3 separate regions of the Mus musculus genome follow, and regions 2 and 3 are each linked to region 1. A link is a contact called in public promoter capture Hi-C data. All regions are on one chromosome and are shown on one strand. The core of a region is the stretch at or near the end of the contact, and the rest is flanking DNA. Distances in the headings are between cores, read along the strand shown. Region 1 holds the start of Mtnr1a (melatonin receptor 1A). Region 2 holds the start of Fam149a (family with sequence similarity 149, member A). Region 3 holds the start of Cyp4v3 (cytochrome P450, family 4, subfamily v, polypeptide 3).

Evidence for each region. Promoter capture Hi-C pulls out the DNA fragments that hold promoters and counts their contacts.
Region 2: a contact with region 1 is called in a promoter capture Hi-C map of embryonic stem cells, with 4 times the contacts expected there. The contact joins the promoter of Fam149a here to the promoter of Mtnr1a in region 1. A contact is called at or near these places in 12 of 39 promoter capture datasets (the 3T3-L1 cell line, 3T3-L1-derived adipocytes, embryonic stem cells and 5 more) and 1 of 115 datasets of contacts at active chromatin or transcription factors (embryonic stem cells).
Region 3: a promoter capture Hi-C map of liver shows a contact between it and region 1, with 5 times the contacts expected there. The contact joins the promoter of Cyp4v3 here to the promoter of Mtnr1a in region 1. A contact is called at or near these places in 19 of 39 promoter capture datasets (the 3T3-L1 cell line, 3T3-L1-derived adipocytes, the HPC-7 cell line and 10 more), 18 of 484 Hi-C or Micro-C datasets (the HL-1 cell line, Sertoli cells, brown adipocytes and 10 more), 3 of 115 datasets of contacts at active chromatin or transcription factors (all in embryonic stem cells) and 2 of 9 other capture datasets (embryonic stem cells and pancreatic islet).

The regions. Positions count from the first base shown.
Region 1 is chr8:45,067,079-45,072,007 of GRCm38.p6, reverse strand. Mtnr1a (melatonin receptor 1A) reads right to left here and starts at 2,901. Exons shown (of 2, transcript NM_008639.3): 1 at 2,606-2,901. The coding sequence starts at 2,798.
Region 2 is chr8:45,379,230-45,384,158 of GRCm38.p6, reverse strand. It overlaps Fam149a (family with sequence similarity 149, member A), which reads left to right and starts at 1,868. Exons shown (of 14, transcript NM_153535.2): 1 at 1,868-3,006. The coding sequence starts at 2,399.
Region 3 is chr8:45,331,180-45,336,108 of GRCm38.p6, reverse strand. Cyp4v3 (cytochrome P450, family 4, subfamily v, polypeptide 3) reads left to right here and starts at 2,946. Exons shown (of 11, transcript NM_133969.3): 1 at 2,946-3,344. The coding sequence starts at 3,131. The region is part of intron 3 of Gm30504 (a long non-coding RNA gene); the gene reads right to left.

The sequences.
Region 1 (4,929 bases), core at 1,652-4,151:
TGTAATGTACATAGAGAAAAATGCAGCTCTGCTTTTTAGCAAGCCAAAAGAAAGATAATAATAATAATAACAATAACAATAATAATGTTCAAATGCCTATTTAGTATTACTTTCTCCATCTTTTTCAAAATATTTTCGTTTTCATCATTTCATTTGATACTTGCAACAATTACGACAAAGCTTTGTGGGGGGCAAGGATGTAGGTGTTATCCCTGTCTGACAGATGTGGAAAGTGAGGGTGGATCACAACTGATTTCCTGGATTGGTATGTATACAGTGAGAATCTTATACCCACTTTAGATGCACCATTTCTCGTTAGCAAAATTTGCACGGGAGCAGAGCAGACAGTCTGTCAACCTTTCACATCTGCTTGGTTGCTTGAAGGCAGTGCCTGTTATGATTGACCGGCCCCACCGGTGATAAAATATCAGAGATTTCTTCCTGAAGACATCAAAGGCAAATGTAGTCTCTTGAGAAAAGGAAGAGGGCAGAAATAATTCTGCCATGGTACCAGACTTCCGAAGGAAAGAACTGCTTTGGAACTCAGATGTGCTAACCTTATCTTTTTCCTCTCTGTTTCTCAACTTTCCCCTTTTCAAAAAGAGGATGTTTTTGTTTTTATATGTATGAGTGTTTGCCTCCATGTGGGTATGTGTACCACGCGCATGCCTGGTACCCGTGGATGTCAGGAGAGTTTGTAGGATCTCTGGGACTTGGAGTTACCAATGGATGTGAGCTGCCATCTGAATGCTGGGAACTGAACCTGGGACCTCTGTAAGGACAGTCACCGAGTCGTCCGTCCAGGTTGATATTTTTTTCATCTTCCCGTTTTTAAAACCAACAAGATAAATTGAACAAATATACAAATTGCGCAATCATTAAAACATTTATTTAGTTTGCCTGGAACTCAATCTGTAGACCAGGCTGGCTTCAGACTCATAGAGACCCAGCTGCCTTCTATTCCCAAGCACTGAGATTCAATGTGTGCACTTGGCACCTCTGAAACTTTTAATAGGCATCTAACAGTATGCTTGAATCAGCTAGCTCTAGCTATGGTCCAAATCACTATTTATTCTTAAAAAAAAAAAAAAAAAAAAAAAAGAGCCTCAAATGGTTTGAACTCAATGATGGTGTGTTTGAGCCAGTAGTCTAGTTATATAAATATGATGCTCTAAAGCTTTGCAAATTAAAACTCACCAAGGGTCTTCTGTACAGTGAGAGGAATGCAGTATATGGACTCAAGAAGTTGCTTAGACAATAATGTTCAAAATAGTAGGACAGTTGGGGTACTTTTCCCAAGCCACCAGAATCGTGAACACCTTTTATAGGAAATGTCTCATAGGATTCAGACTTCTCAAGTAAAGGTTATAGAGACCAATGGAGCAAGGTAGGTGAGCTCCAGGCAGGAACCCCAAGAATTAGAGCCTCCCACTACTGAGCCTCACTACACCCTTCTCTGTAAAGTGAATGAGTCTGATGCCCGACCCTTGGGCTCACTCAAGGACTTTCTGTATGGGTGCTCAGGGTCCCAGTGCAGCTTGTGGAGACTCCTAGCTCTCAGAAGGGGTGTGCTCCCCCAACTATTCGCTTATCCCAACTATTCATTTATTACAGTGGTGGAGACCAAGCCTAGGGCTTTGCCAATGCTCCACAAACAACAACCACCAAGCTATTGAATTCTGAAGACTGGATTCTAGTTTAGGCCGATCATCCGTGAAAGGAAGTCATCCCGTTTTCTAAGCCAAACTGAATTCACATTATCAGATATTTTCAAACTAATTCTTGTACTTTGCACAGCCCGAAGCGTTGCAGAAGCTAGGCCAAAGGTGAGCCACATGCTGCCTGAATTTGAGTTTTCACCAGCTACCTGGTTTAGGACAAAAATATCATTTGGGGCCATTTATTTAAGCAAATGGATTCCCCTCTACCCTTCTACCAAAAGTTTACTTCCAAACCAGGAACAGAAATCCAAGCAACCTTGACGCTGTTTGAAGGCATAAAAAAGCTTAGGGAGAACCGACCAACCCGCTCTTACGCTCTTACGCAGGGTAACTAGGTCAGCTCATTGCTCCAGGGAACCCCAACTGTAACTCAAACACAGAATTAACTCTAGTCCTATATTCTATGCAAATGCATTTCTCGCTACAGTTTTCATCTTCTAAAATGCAGATTTGACTTGAGGAACAAAGGTGCTTCCTCAGCATTCTTAGCATCTTCCCAGACTACCTTGCAATTTGGTGCTGTTAGCTGAAAACCACACCTGATAACAAAAGCCAAGCAGTAGCTCTGTTGTTTTTGGCGGCTTCTGCATCTTCTCCTATTTTTGCGAAGTTGGGGGAAATGGATTTTATGCAAATCCAAACAACTGATGATGAGTTCGTTGATCTAGATGAGTAAAGAGATGCTGTGGGAGGGAACAGAGTTTTACATCTCTAAGAACTGAAGACTCCTGGATGATCTTTGTCAAGGCATCTTATAGAGGGACAGGGTCAAGAGAAAGGAGAGAAAATTATCCAAAGTCTCATTTCTCAGAAACGGACTTTCTGAAGTTTTCTCAGTGTCCCGCAATGGGGCTAGCGCTGGGAAAGGTGCCCGGAGCCCCTACCTGAGTTCCTGAGCTTCTTGTTGCGGTACACAGACAGGATGACCAGCAGGTTGCCCAGAATGTCCACCACGATGGTAAAGATGAGGATGAAGGCCAGTGTAGAGGCCAGCCAGGACGGTCGTGGTCTCCCTCCCTCCCCGCCGCCTGGAGCCTGCTGAGTGGCATTGAGCAGCTCGCTGACATTGCCCTTCATGGTCCCCTGGGTGCCTCACCGCAGCACAGCCAGGGCCATTGTCCTGTCGCCCCGGAGCCCTCAACTGCTCAGCTCTGCTCGAGCCCTCTCCGCCACTTTTTATGGCCCTCCCGCGTCTACTTTGCATCCTTATGATTGCTTCGCGGCTGTCCTGCCCACTCCAGCCCCTCCCGGTGGTAGGACACCCTCTCTGCACTTGGCCACTGCCGCCTGCTGACACCTGCTGTCCACTGCCCAGCAACTTGGACTCGGAGGTCCCACAGTGCGTGCACGTTGCGCCCCCGTGTGGCGAGACTCGGTGAGACACGTGGAGGCATCAAGTGGAGGGAAACTTGCACCCTGGAAGGCCTCGATTCACGAACTTGAATCCTAACCAGGACTAGATGCCCTGGATGTCTTATCCGGAAAATGAAGATGAAAATAGAATCTAACTCATCAACTTTAATAGTCAATGATGTGTAAAAATAAAGTAATAATGATATTAAATCACACCCTTTCCGTCTGGCATAGCACGATTTAATGTCTGTTCTGGGTGTTTCTGGCAATTAAACGAAACAAAATGTAAATATTTGCAGATGACAGGTGTATATGTTCTTTTGAAACTATCAGTGAAAACAGAAACTTGAGATAATAGAAGCAGACGTAGAACCACAGTGTAAGATTTCTGGGAAGTGCATTAGCCAGCTCTGTACAGAATGGAACAAAACCCCAAAACTTTCTTCAACATGGGGAAGGAGACTTACACAAAACATATGATGTTCTCATATTGAACACTTAAATTTTCATGCTCTCCATATATTTTATGGCTGTCCAATTCCTAAGCATTTCCAAAGTCCCTTTGAAAGAGTGAAGAAAAATGAAGAAAATACATTTTAAGAAGATGAATACCAGAAAAGCATGACATGACAATATTAAAATCTGTATTAAAATTAAACAATGTGTCGTAGCTCTGGAGGCTGAGGCAGGAGAATCAACACCAGTTTGGGGGCATCTTGAGCTGTGTGGTCAATCAGTGTTGCTGTATAAAATCCTGTCTCAACAAATCATATTAAGTAAAATGGTTGTGTTCATCAATAATTTCAAGAAGAAATGCAATGCAGAATTGAGGGGCCTGAGCGTGTGGCTCTGTCGTTAGGGCTCCTGTGCAGCATTTGCAAAATCTTAGACTCCATTTCTAGTGCTGTATAAACTGGATGTGGCACCTCAGTCACGTAACCCCAGCACCCAGGAGGGAAGGCAAAGGATCAGAGGTTCAAGGTCATCCTCCGCTGTTCAGGACAAACCTGGGATGTGCGAGATTTCATCTAAACCGAGAATAAAGCACAGAATTAAGAAGGTTAATGTTTTAAATTAGCAATGAGGGAAATCGGTGATGGACAGGAAGATATGTTTAAGGGAATGTGGGTAAGTGAGTCTCTAAACTTGAGGTAAGGAAGGGCCCCCTCACTAAGTGAGCATGAGAGGGAGAGTGGGACCGAACCCCATCATCGTGAGCATAGAAAAGACCCATGAGCTTAGGTCATCAACTGACCTAGGGCTCTCTGCACAGCCCTGGGAGAGCTTTTTCAAATGGGCAGTCTTACACGATGTTAATCTGACAGGGTTTGACACTGTGAGGGCCATATGTTGGCTGAAACCCTGCAACACTGGCCAGTGAAGTAACGTGCAGAGGTATGCAATCAGTCATGAGTGAAAACAGGTTTTGAACTTGAGTCCCCCTGAGTCCACAGCTCCAAACCTCATTTCTAAGTGACTGTGTTTCTCAATAGACCGGTATTGGCCACAGAAATGTTTGACACCTATAATAAGAAAAACATAACATAAACTATATAAAACAGGAGATGATATATGGTATAGCAATACAATATATGATATGATATATATGATATATGACATGATGTATATTGTTGATATATGACATGATATATGTATGTGAATATATGATGTAACAATGAAGCATTGTAATGCAATGTAACGAGTGTAACATTTTTGAGTGAGTGTGGGTAAAAATAATGGCAAGATGACTAGGGCTCATAATTAGAAATAATTAAAACTGGAAATTGAGAATTAGAGGGTGTCACTGGTGTATAGTATATGTTTAGCATACCTAAAGCCCTGGGTTTAGTTCCTG
Region 2 (4,929 bases), core at 619-3,118, 310 kb before region 1:
CCTACACTGGGTATCTGCAAAGCTCGGATCCCCTGGAAACCTGGAAGTCAGGATTTTTCTCTCCCTCTACCACCTGAACAGTAGTTTTGAGACTGTCCACATATCTGTCACCACAGAGGTTAGGGTGTTTTCTCCCATGTCACTTTTCTTGCTCACAGTATACTGTCCCATTGGCTTAGGGTCCATGCAAATGACTTCATCAGAACTTAATTATATTATGGTCCTGTCACCCAGGTTTTTTGTCATATGGTTTCAGTTGAGGTCAACTATGATTCAGAAATATTACTGTAGGAATTATATGAGTCTGTGTATGTGTGCCTGTGTATATATATGTGTCTGTGTCTGTGTCTATGTCTGTGTCTGTGTCTGTGTGTGTGTCTGTGTCTGTGTCTGTGTCTGTGTCTGTGTCTGTGTGTCTGTGTCTGTGTGTCTGTGTGTCTGTGTCTGTGTCTGTGTCTGTGTCTGTGTCTGTGTCTGTGTCTGTGTCTGTGTCTGTGTCTGTGTCTGTGTCTGTGTCTGTGTCTGTATCTGTATCTGTATCTGTATCTGTATCTATATCTATATCTACATATAAAGAGAGAGTGTGTGTGTAAGGACAAGGGACCAGCCATTCACATAACATTTACTGCAAGCCTGAGGAGCTATGTGAAGTATCTGAATGCCCTGACATATGTTCCATAGCTTGGGGACCATCTGGCAAATTGCAGCACAGGGGAATGACAAGAACATGGCAAGTGGCAGTTGGCCAATGCCAGTCTGCTTCTGATAGCCTTTCATTGTCCTACAGTCGTCACAGCCTTTCTGGTCTGTCCCCAGCACCTCTGTCTCTAGGGTCCACCACTGCTGACCTGGGGTTGTCTGGCACTCACTCACCCTTCCCCTCATCCAGATCCTTCCTTCCAAGCTTTCCATGTTGACGACTGCATACTCTTCCTAGTCCCAGAATCTGATTAGATGGAGCCTTATTGCTCCAGAGCTCTCTCTCTCTCTTTCACCCTCTCTCTCCCCCTCCCCCTGCCCCTCCCCCTCTGCAGGTGCTGTGCTTTCTCCCAGGTGATGCTGACTGAGATGGTGGTCATGTGCTACACTTGTGTCTAAGGGCTTATCTCAGTCACAACCTGAGATAGATAAGTATCTGTTTTGTTTTGTTTTGTTTTGTTAGTTTTATTGTACTTCAAGAACACTGTATCTCCTTGTCTCTCAGTGCTAAATGAGTCTTGAAATTCTATAAAGGTGCTTCTGACATGTTTATTTGCCAGGTAGGATACACTAATGAGATCATGGGCCATTTTCAATATGATAGGTAGAAAATGAGCTGCCTATGGGAAAACATAAAGCTTGATGTTCCAATTATGTTACAGTTTGAAAAGAAACACCCTCCCAGGTTCATGCGCTAGAGGCTTGGTCTTCAGTTGGTAGTGTAGAGATCCCCTCATTAAAAGTGTTTTTAAATGTTGTCATAGTTACAACAAACGGAGATGCAAAGCTTACCAGAAGGTATAAAAATAACCATAGCTCAGCTCATACATATATAAAATCAAAGTAGGTGTAATGCCATTTGTTCCACATAAGATATCTTGACATCTTCAGTGATGGACAGAAAATAAATCTTGGGGTAAACAAAGTGGAGCCCATTTCAAGCATATTCCCTCAATTCACCTTCCTGCTCACCCTTCTCACATCAAAGATCATGATCATGAGCATGGTATATTTGAACTTGTCAAGTCGAATGAGTTCCAGAACATTCTGGAACCGATGGGTCCGCTTGCAGGGATTATGTTCAAGGTCCTAGTAGCTCCTGGGCAGCCTGAAGCTGTAAGGATGGTGGCGAAATTTGAGACTGTTTCTTTAAGGCAAGAGTCAAGGAGGGGAGCTGGTGTTTCTATTGTGGACACAGCCCAGCTACAGCCTGGAGTCCAATTAGCAGAGAGCTTAGCAGGGGTTTTGTTTAGCTTAGCAACCGCCTGTGCAGCCCCAGGGGCCAGCCAGAGAATCTCCAGCGAGTTTAGCCCATAATCCGTGCATCCAACACTAGTCCTCTCCTTGAGCTCTGTGCCCCTGGTCCCTTGAACATCTTACTACACTGTGGGACAGGAGGGATTTCTCTTTGCAGAGGGTAACCAGCCTCCCTCTGTCGCCTTTACATCTGTGGGTTCATTGGAGAGGGTCTGTCAGACCCATAAGGAACTAAACGCTGAAACAACGGATTCCTGTGGGTGGAAAAAAAGACCTAGAAGCCTCGAGGAAGCTGTGTGCCAGGACCCCAGGACCCTCTGCTCGTCCCCAGAGCCATCTGATCCAGATCGCTGCAGGGGGTGGTGGATGGAGCCCTGCAGACCAGCACCTGGTGTCCTTGACCTCCCGGCGACAGTCACAGTAACCTCTCCAGGACCAAGGCATGAAGGTCGCTGTGTTGGACCTGGGGTCTCTGTTTGCCAAGATCTTCAAGCTCTCAACAGCATCCCCGGCAGTCTCCAGCCACCCTGGAGGCGCGGCGGCCACAGGATCAGTAGACTCCGGCGCCAGCACGTCGCTTAGAGAGGCTGAGACCCTGACTTTGCTCCCATCTCTGCCTCCAGACACCGCGGCCTCACGGGAGCCCTTCACCCCGGTGCACACTCCGCTCCCTGCCTCGCACCCCAGGAGCTCCGCAGCTGCTCAAAGGGTAGAAGCAACAGGGTGTTCCGGATCTCTGCCCAGCAGCTCAGGAGCATCCATAGCACCGCCCTTAACCCCCTACAGTGGCTCTGCCGGCTCAGTGGCTTCAGTGACTTTACCCAGCCCAGGGGTTGACTGGGCGACCCTGCCTTCTGTCACCATCCCCTTGGGCAGCAACAGCGTCACAGCATCAAGTCCACGGAACCCTCGCCAGCTGCGAGCTCCTGGAGAGCGAGAGCCCAGTGTATGGATGGCCCCGGGTCCGGTTCCCAAAACTCTGTTTTTCACCTTGCCTGACATTGGCGAGGAATGGACCTCGGACAGCGACTCCCAGGATGACCCAGAAGGGTGAGTAGCAACAGTGTTGTCAACTTTGACTTCCACCCTCTGCCTGCCACAATCTCTTCCCGGGTTCACTCCGCCCACTCCCAGGCTTTCTGGTCATTTCCAACATAGACTATGAGAAACTTTCCCTTAACATCCTCACAGTAAACTTCTTGTTGATCAAGGGAGAAAAAGAGGGAAGGGACAGACTGTGTGCTAGGTCTCTGCTACCCGAAGCACTGAACCCTAGACAGTGAGCATGATTTTCACGAGTCTGTTTATTTTCAAGCACCTTTCTCTGCGACAGAATGCACCAGGTGTCCAGGCAACCCGCTCTACTGGAGAGCAGCAATGGTTAAGAAATGGCTGTGCTTCCACAGTTTGAGGATCAGATCCCAAGAGGAATGACTTTCCTTTACATGACACCTAGTTAATTTACATATGTATCACCTCATCTGTTACAAAGGAGACCTGTGATGCTTAGAATTACATCTCCCAGAGGTCTTGAGTTCTGTCTTGGGGCCCTGAGTTACTACAGAAACAATGACTGACTTCACCAGAACAGAATGGGAATTGGAGGCCACTTTTCTAAGCGGACACACACAAACACACACACACACACACACACACACACACACACACACACACACACACACACCATACACACACACCATATACTTACCCTTTGAAATCAACGCATTATCCTTACCAAATAACTCGAGACTCTAGAGTGACAGTGAATTCTACTTTTATCGAGAGCATGTTGCTAGATGTTTTAAAGTGTGTGCAAACTTATCCGCCCTTTTGAATGCTCATAGAAGAAAGTTGTTCATGGTATGGGTGCATCCTTGTCAGCACTGGAAGTTCCATAATAGTCAGTCAAATTAAGCTGTTTGTCAACCAGTTACCCTTTAATATGGAAAATCACTTACACTTGGAAAGCTGCTCTAGTTACCTAAGGAACTGGGCCTTTGTTAGTAGCAACTAGTCCTTAACATTTATACAATTAATGTTTCATGAGCAAACAGATCTTCACAGTGACCTTAAGCTCTAGGCTCAGCCCTTTTCTTTAGCAAATAGACATGAGAACAGGCAGAAGAGCCAGGAAGGGAAGAGGCATTCCTTGATCCGAGCACATAGTAGTTTCCTTTGTATTTTCCAAACCCTTTTTACTTTTAAATAACTCTGCAGTTGGTGTTATTTGCAGAAGCTAATCTGCATTAGCAAATGAACCCAATGTTACTGAAAAGTGAAAAAAAAATTAAGTTTCAGTTGCTTTCAGAACTAAAAATGCATCGAATGTTGTGTTTTTTCACAAGTCTTCCTGATGGTGTGTGCGTCTACACTTAAGAGCTGAAGACAAAGGTATTGACAGTGGCGGGCAGCAGACAAGCCTGAGCAGATAATTTTCTTTGTAGGTACAAAATCACCTCTTTCTTTTCATCACACCCATTTCTCTTCTCATTGAAAAGTAGACACAAAGAGAAATAGGCCGTAGTATTATATATTTCTCCTTTATGCTATTGGTAACATGGACTAAGTAAACATTATCAGAAAATGAATTTAAATTATGTCCTTGCCAGCTTACCTGTTGGTTAGGACAATTGCTCTTGGTCTGCTGGACTAATATTAAAACTGAACACTTAATTTTAAAGAGCCAGTGGACATGGTTAATGTGAAAATAGTGTGTGTGTGTGGGGGGGGGGGGACAAGTGACTAGAGAGAATGTGAACATATATTAAAATGAAAACATATCCAGGAGAGACACTAATCCTATTTTTAGACCATAGTGCTCAGTTAAAGAAGAAAACCAGAAACCATGGCTTAGATAGAGAAAAAGAAAGCAAGAAAGACAGAAAGCAAAGAGAAATACACAACAAGAAAGAAATGAGAGAGGCAGAGAGAGAGAGACATAGATAGGTAGAAAATTGGTGAATAATAGGAAGA
Region 3 (4,929 bases), core at 1,697-4,196, 260 kb before region 1:
CAGGCTGGTACCTAGCATTAGTTTCCAAGTTGCCCTCCAACAAAACTGGAGCCTAGCTCCAGTCTCTAGGCTAATCCCTGACAAGACCAACAACTCCAGGTTATTTCCCCAACAAACCTGCACTCCCAGGTTACAAGGCCACCCCCTGCCTATCCACCACCAATGCAGAGGAGAGCAGAAGTTAAGTTTATGATAGGACTCCCAGCACCAGACAGTTATGTTAAAGGCCACAGGAGCTTTCCAAGTAGATGCTTGCACATGTACTCCCTGTTTGCTGCTTACTATAAAGTTTTGCCCCAGTAGACATTCGGGGCTTCCCCCACCTCTAAAACAGTCCTGCATGGCGTTGGGGGTGGGGTGGGGAGAGCCTGAGCCAGCTAGAATAGAATGAAGACACTGCTGTGAGTTGCATCAGATGGGCTTCTGTGTGTGTTGTTGGGGATCACTAACATTTCCCTGGCACAATAATATCTATTTTGCTCATCTACAAATCAACAGATTTCCCCATCCCTTAGGACGAATCTTCAATGCCTGTCCTCCTTTATGCAACACTGACAAAGCTCCTACACTTGGCATCCAGTCCCTGTCCGTTCTCCCCACCTCCCTGAAAATAGACAGTGCTCTTTGGAGGGACCCTGAAAGTGTGGTAGAGCTCACACCATTCCATGTTTGGAAACTTGCCTTTACCCATATCCCTGTTTGTCCCTTACTGAGACACGCCCCAAGCTTGTTTGTGAAGAGATGGGTTTATCTTACAATTCCCCTTTGTCCACAGAGATTAGCAGCAAATCACATAGAGGCATATCTTCTACTCTTATAGCTGTAATTGAGCCTACAGCTCAGCCTCAGTCCTTTTAGGGCTCCCTTTAGAGGGAAGCAAACTAAAGCTCACGAGACATACTTAACAGCAGTAAGTAAACACGATATTTCTGTAGAATGCCTGAAAGTGATTCAACAACGCAGAAGGAAAAAAACAAAACAAAAACAAAAAAACCAAAACCAAAAACAACTCTTCACTTTCTGCCTCCATACCTGCCTAGTGTAGTTGCAAAGAAAAGTTTTCATTATATTTATGCATTCGTAGATATATTGGTGTATGTGCATTATAGCCATGGAATATAATAAATACAGTAAATCGATAAACTTCTTATTTATTTATTTATTTATTTATTTATTTATTTATTATAAGTACACTGTAGCTGTCTTCAGACACTCCAGAAGAGGGCGTCAGATCTCATTACAGATGGTTGTGAGCCACCATGTGGTTGCTGGGATTTGAACTCCGGACCTTCAGAAGAGCAGTCGGGTGCTCTTACCCACTGAGCCATCTCACCAGCCCCAATACACTTCTTGAAAACAGGCAATTTTAAGGACAATTATATATTAGCATATCACCGAGCACTTCTGCTCATAAGCATATGTACTGAATGGAAATAATTGAGTCAAAAGATATCAAAGAGAAGGAATATTCATAATTATCCACAGCATATGAAGCATCTATATTTATATTACTATGTTTTATGAAATATATTAATGTTCTACACTAGTGTGGATACATACACTATATAACATGCTACTTTGAATACTTACGATAATGTAACAATGTATATTTTGCTTCGTCATTTGTTTTCTTTTGCTCTTTCACTTAATGTTTTATGAACTTCTTTTCCTGACAGTACACACCAGATGGCTCTTTTGTAAAAAGTAACTGCAGGGGTGGGCAACATGGCTCAGCTGGCCAAAGAGCTTGACACCAAACTTGACCACTTGCGTTTGAGCCTCCAAAACCACATGGTGGGTTGTTGTCCTCTGATCTCCATGCTTGCATACAGTTTAAAAAGAATGTAATACGTTTTTAAAAATTCAACTGAGGAAAGCCCTAGATGTGCTTTCTTCAGGTCCCAGAGGCCACACGGGTGTTTGTGGGCACACCATGCAGTCTCTGTATGAAAATAACATTCTCAAGAAAATGAGAATCCAGGGCATCTGTGGATTTCAACTTTCTTGGCACTCTCCCCAGTGTGCAGTAGGCAAGGGCACTTCTCATCCTGCCCTTTGGTAAGGACAATGGGGTGTAGAACAGGGACTCCTGTTCAGGCTGGAGACCTCCATGGGTAGCTAGTAAATAACTTTGCTAGCTTCTTCTTTCTGGCCTTTCCCTTTCTGCAGGCTTGGCATTTTAGCTTCACTTTGACTGTGCCCCATTACTGTTGCCAACCCTCCTCATAGCATGCCTTCTTCCACCCACTTCTGAGCCCCTCCATCCCCACCCTTGTTCTCTCTAGTTCTGGCTTTCCTTGATCAGAGAATGTTTAGGGAAGTGCTAGACTGTGTTCTCCTTTAGTTCTGGTGATTCAGTCTGTCAGCTGACACTCACTGGATACGTGGCTTCCCTAAACTTCTAGGTCATGGGAAGGCGGTTGCTGTGCCGGACCCTGAAGCAGGGGCCAGAGTGTGTCCGGTGCCCCTGGGCAACCGGCCCTGCCCTAGGGCAGCAACTGATGCAGGTTTGCGCAAGGGCTAGTTGAATTTAGAATTCCAAAAACTGCCTTTCGACACCGAGGACTCTTCATTTGAATTTTTTAAAACAGACTGCTTATGAGATCTGTAATCCTTCCACAAAGCAAGGGAGTTGCAAAATTCTTAACAGCCCACATTAGCCGGCCCTAGGGTGTCCGGAACTGGCGATGCGAATTTCTAGTTTCTTCTCCATCCCGAAGCTACCCTAAATTCGACTTCCTCCGCCATCCTCATCTTTCCACACCGTGAGCTTTCACGTGCATTCTGAACTTCAGAGCTCAGAAGTTGTTCCGGTCTTTCGCTTTCGCCTTGAACCCCAGTGGCTGGCGCGTAGTACGCAGACTCGTGCAGGGCATCACAACAAACCTGCGGGAGCTTTCCCCGCCCCCTCGGAAAGTTTGTCCCCAGGGCGTGGTGCAGACGCTACAGATTTTCCCAGCTCCAGAGCTGGAAGATCTGAGAGGACCTGGTGTGCCCCGGGGGTTCTTTTTCCTGAGCCCTGAGCCGGGAGCTTGGAGTTCCCGAATTTGTCCCTCCCTCCTCTGCACCCGGCAGCGACTGGTCGCCACCTTCTCACTGGCAATCCAGAGGGAAGAGGGGAATCAGAGAGATGTTGTGGCTGTGGTTAGGGCTCAGTGGGCAGAAACTATTGCTTTGGGGCGCAGCGAGCGCGGTCTCCCTGGCCGGCGCCACTATCCTGATCAGCATCTTTCCGATGCTGGTAAGCTACGCGCGGAAATGGCAGCAGATGCGGTCAATCCCGTCGGTGGCCCGCGCCTACCCCTTGGTGGGACACGCGCTTTATATGAAGCCCAACAACGCAGGTATGTGTATGTACAAGGAAGTGTCTACTCCGTCTACTACTCTAACTAAGGCTGTTAGGCGCCTCGTCAGTCAGAGACACCTATTTAATGGACTGCTCCCACTCCCTCCCAACTTTTTCTTGCCACAATTGAGGTCTTCACATCCCTCAGACCTGCTAGGAGAAAGAAGAAATCTTCCAACCTCCACACCCCCACCCCTCCAACTCACCCTTACCCTCCAGGGAGTAAGTTCCTAATTCTCCCCATACCCATTTCCACTCTAGTGCCTGCCAAATTGCTTTGTGCCTCCCATCCTATAACGAGCATAGCAAACATACATATGTGTATATAGCATGTGTGTATAGAACAGGTTACAGTCTTTCCAAGTAAAATTAATTGATTGATATGCAGTTAAAATCCTCTTGGCCTTTGTAGATCAATCCTTCTGAGGAAGTCTTTCAAGGCCACTTCAGCAGACTCTACTGCCAAGGGCCTTGAAGTAAATTTATATGGCTAGGTTCAAAAATCTTACTTATTGGAGAGGTTTTTGTCGTTATTGTTGTTGGTGGTGTTTTTTAAACCTGAAATAATTTTAAAGAAATGTTTTATGCAAAAAAATTTTGTTCTTTTGCTTTAGAAAAATACCTAAAGTCAGAAAGTTCTTAAAAATAGTGGTATCTGTGGTTCCCTGTTAGAGATAGTGTATTCAGTCTTAACACTTAATCTTCATGGCTGTGTAAGCCTGGACATCCAGAACTGAGAAGAGACTTCCAGATGGCACATTTTAAAAGAACCTACACCAGATCCTACCTTTTCTTCAGATTAACTATTAATAGTTGTTTTACGGGCTGACCATCAATTTTAAATCTTCTTTAATATAGGTTTTAATATAGTTGCATCTCATTTTATTTTTAAATTTTTTATTGGTTATTTTCTTTATTTACATTTCAAATGTTATCCCCCTTTCCGGTTTCCCCTCCAAAACCTCCCTATCCCATCCCCTCCCCCTGCTTCTATGAGGGTGCTCTCCCACCCTCCCACCCACTCCCATGTCACAACCCTGGCATTCCCTATGCTAAGCATTTAAATCTTCTTAAGATCCTTTATTATCACTTCTGCGACCCAGGACAAAAACTGTCACAACAACTTAACTTGAATAACATGGGACACCATGGGAAAGTTTGTACGAAAATACTATCTAGCAGAAATCCAAGCAAATTCTCGTCACCTAACAATCGGTGTGACTTATAAGAAGTAATCCAACAACACTTTTATGTATGTTAGAACCATGTTGATAAAAACCCATGCTGTTTAGTTGAATAATACTCAAAAGAAAGCTAACATCCCCTTCCACTCTGACACTTGAGAGTCTACCCTAACCATTCCACTGTGAAAATCGCAGAAGATGAAATACAAAACCCAAAATGCCCATCAGGAAACAGTCCAGTGTCTCTGCTATATACAGAGCCCCATCATGTTCAGTAAAATGAACCACCCCAAGACCTGGTAAAGGTATTATTTTTGAGTGTTGGTAAAGAGTTTTTAAAGGAGGTTAGTGAATCTGAGCGGCCCAGATAAGAAAAATTCCTCTTTAACATGAGCAGAA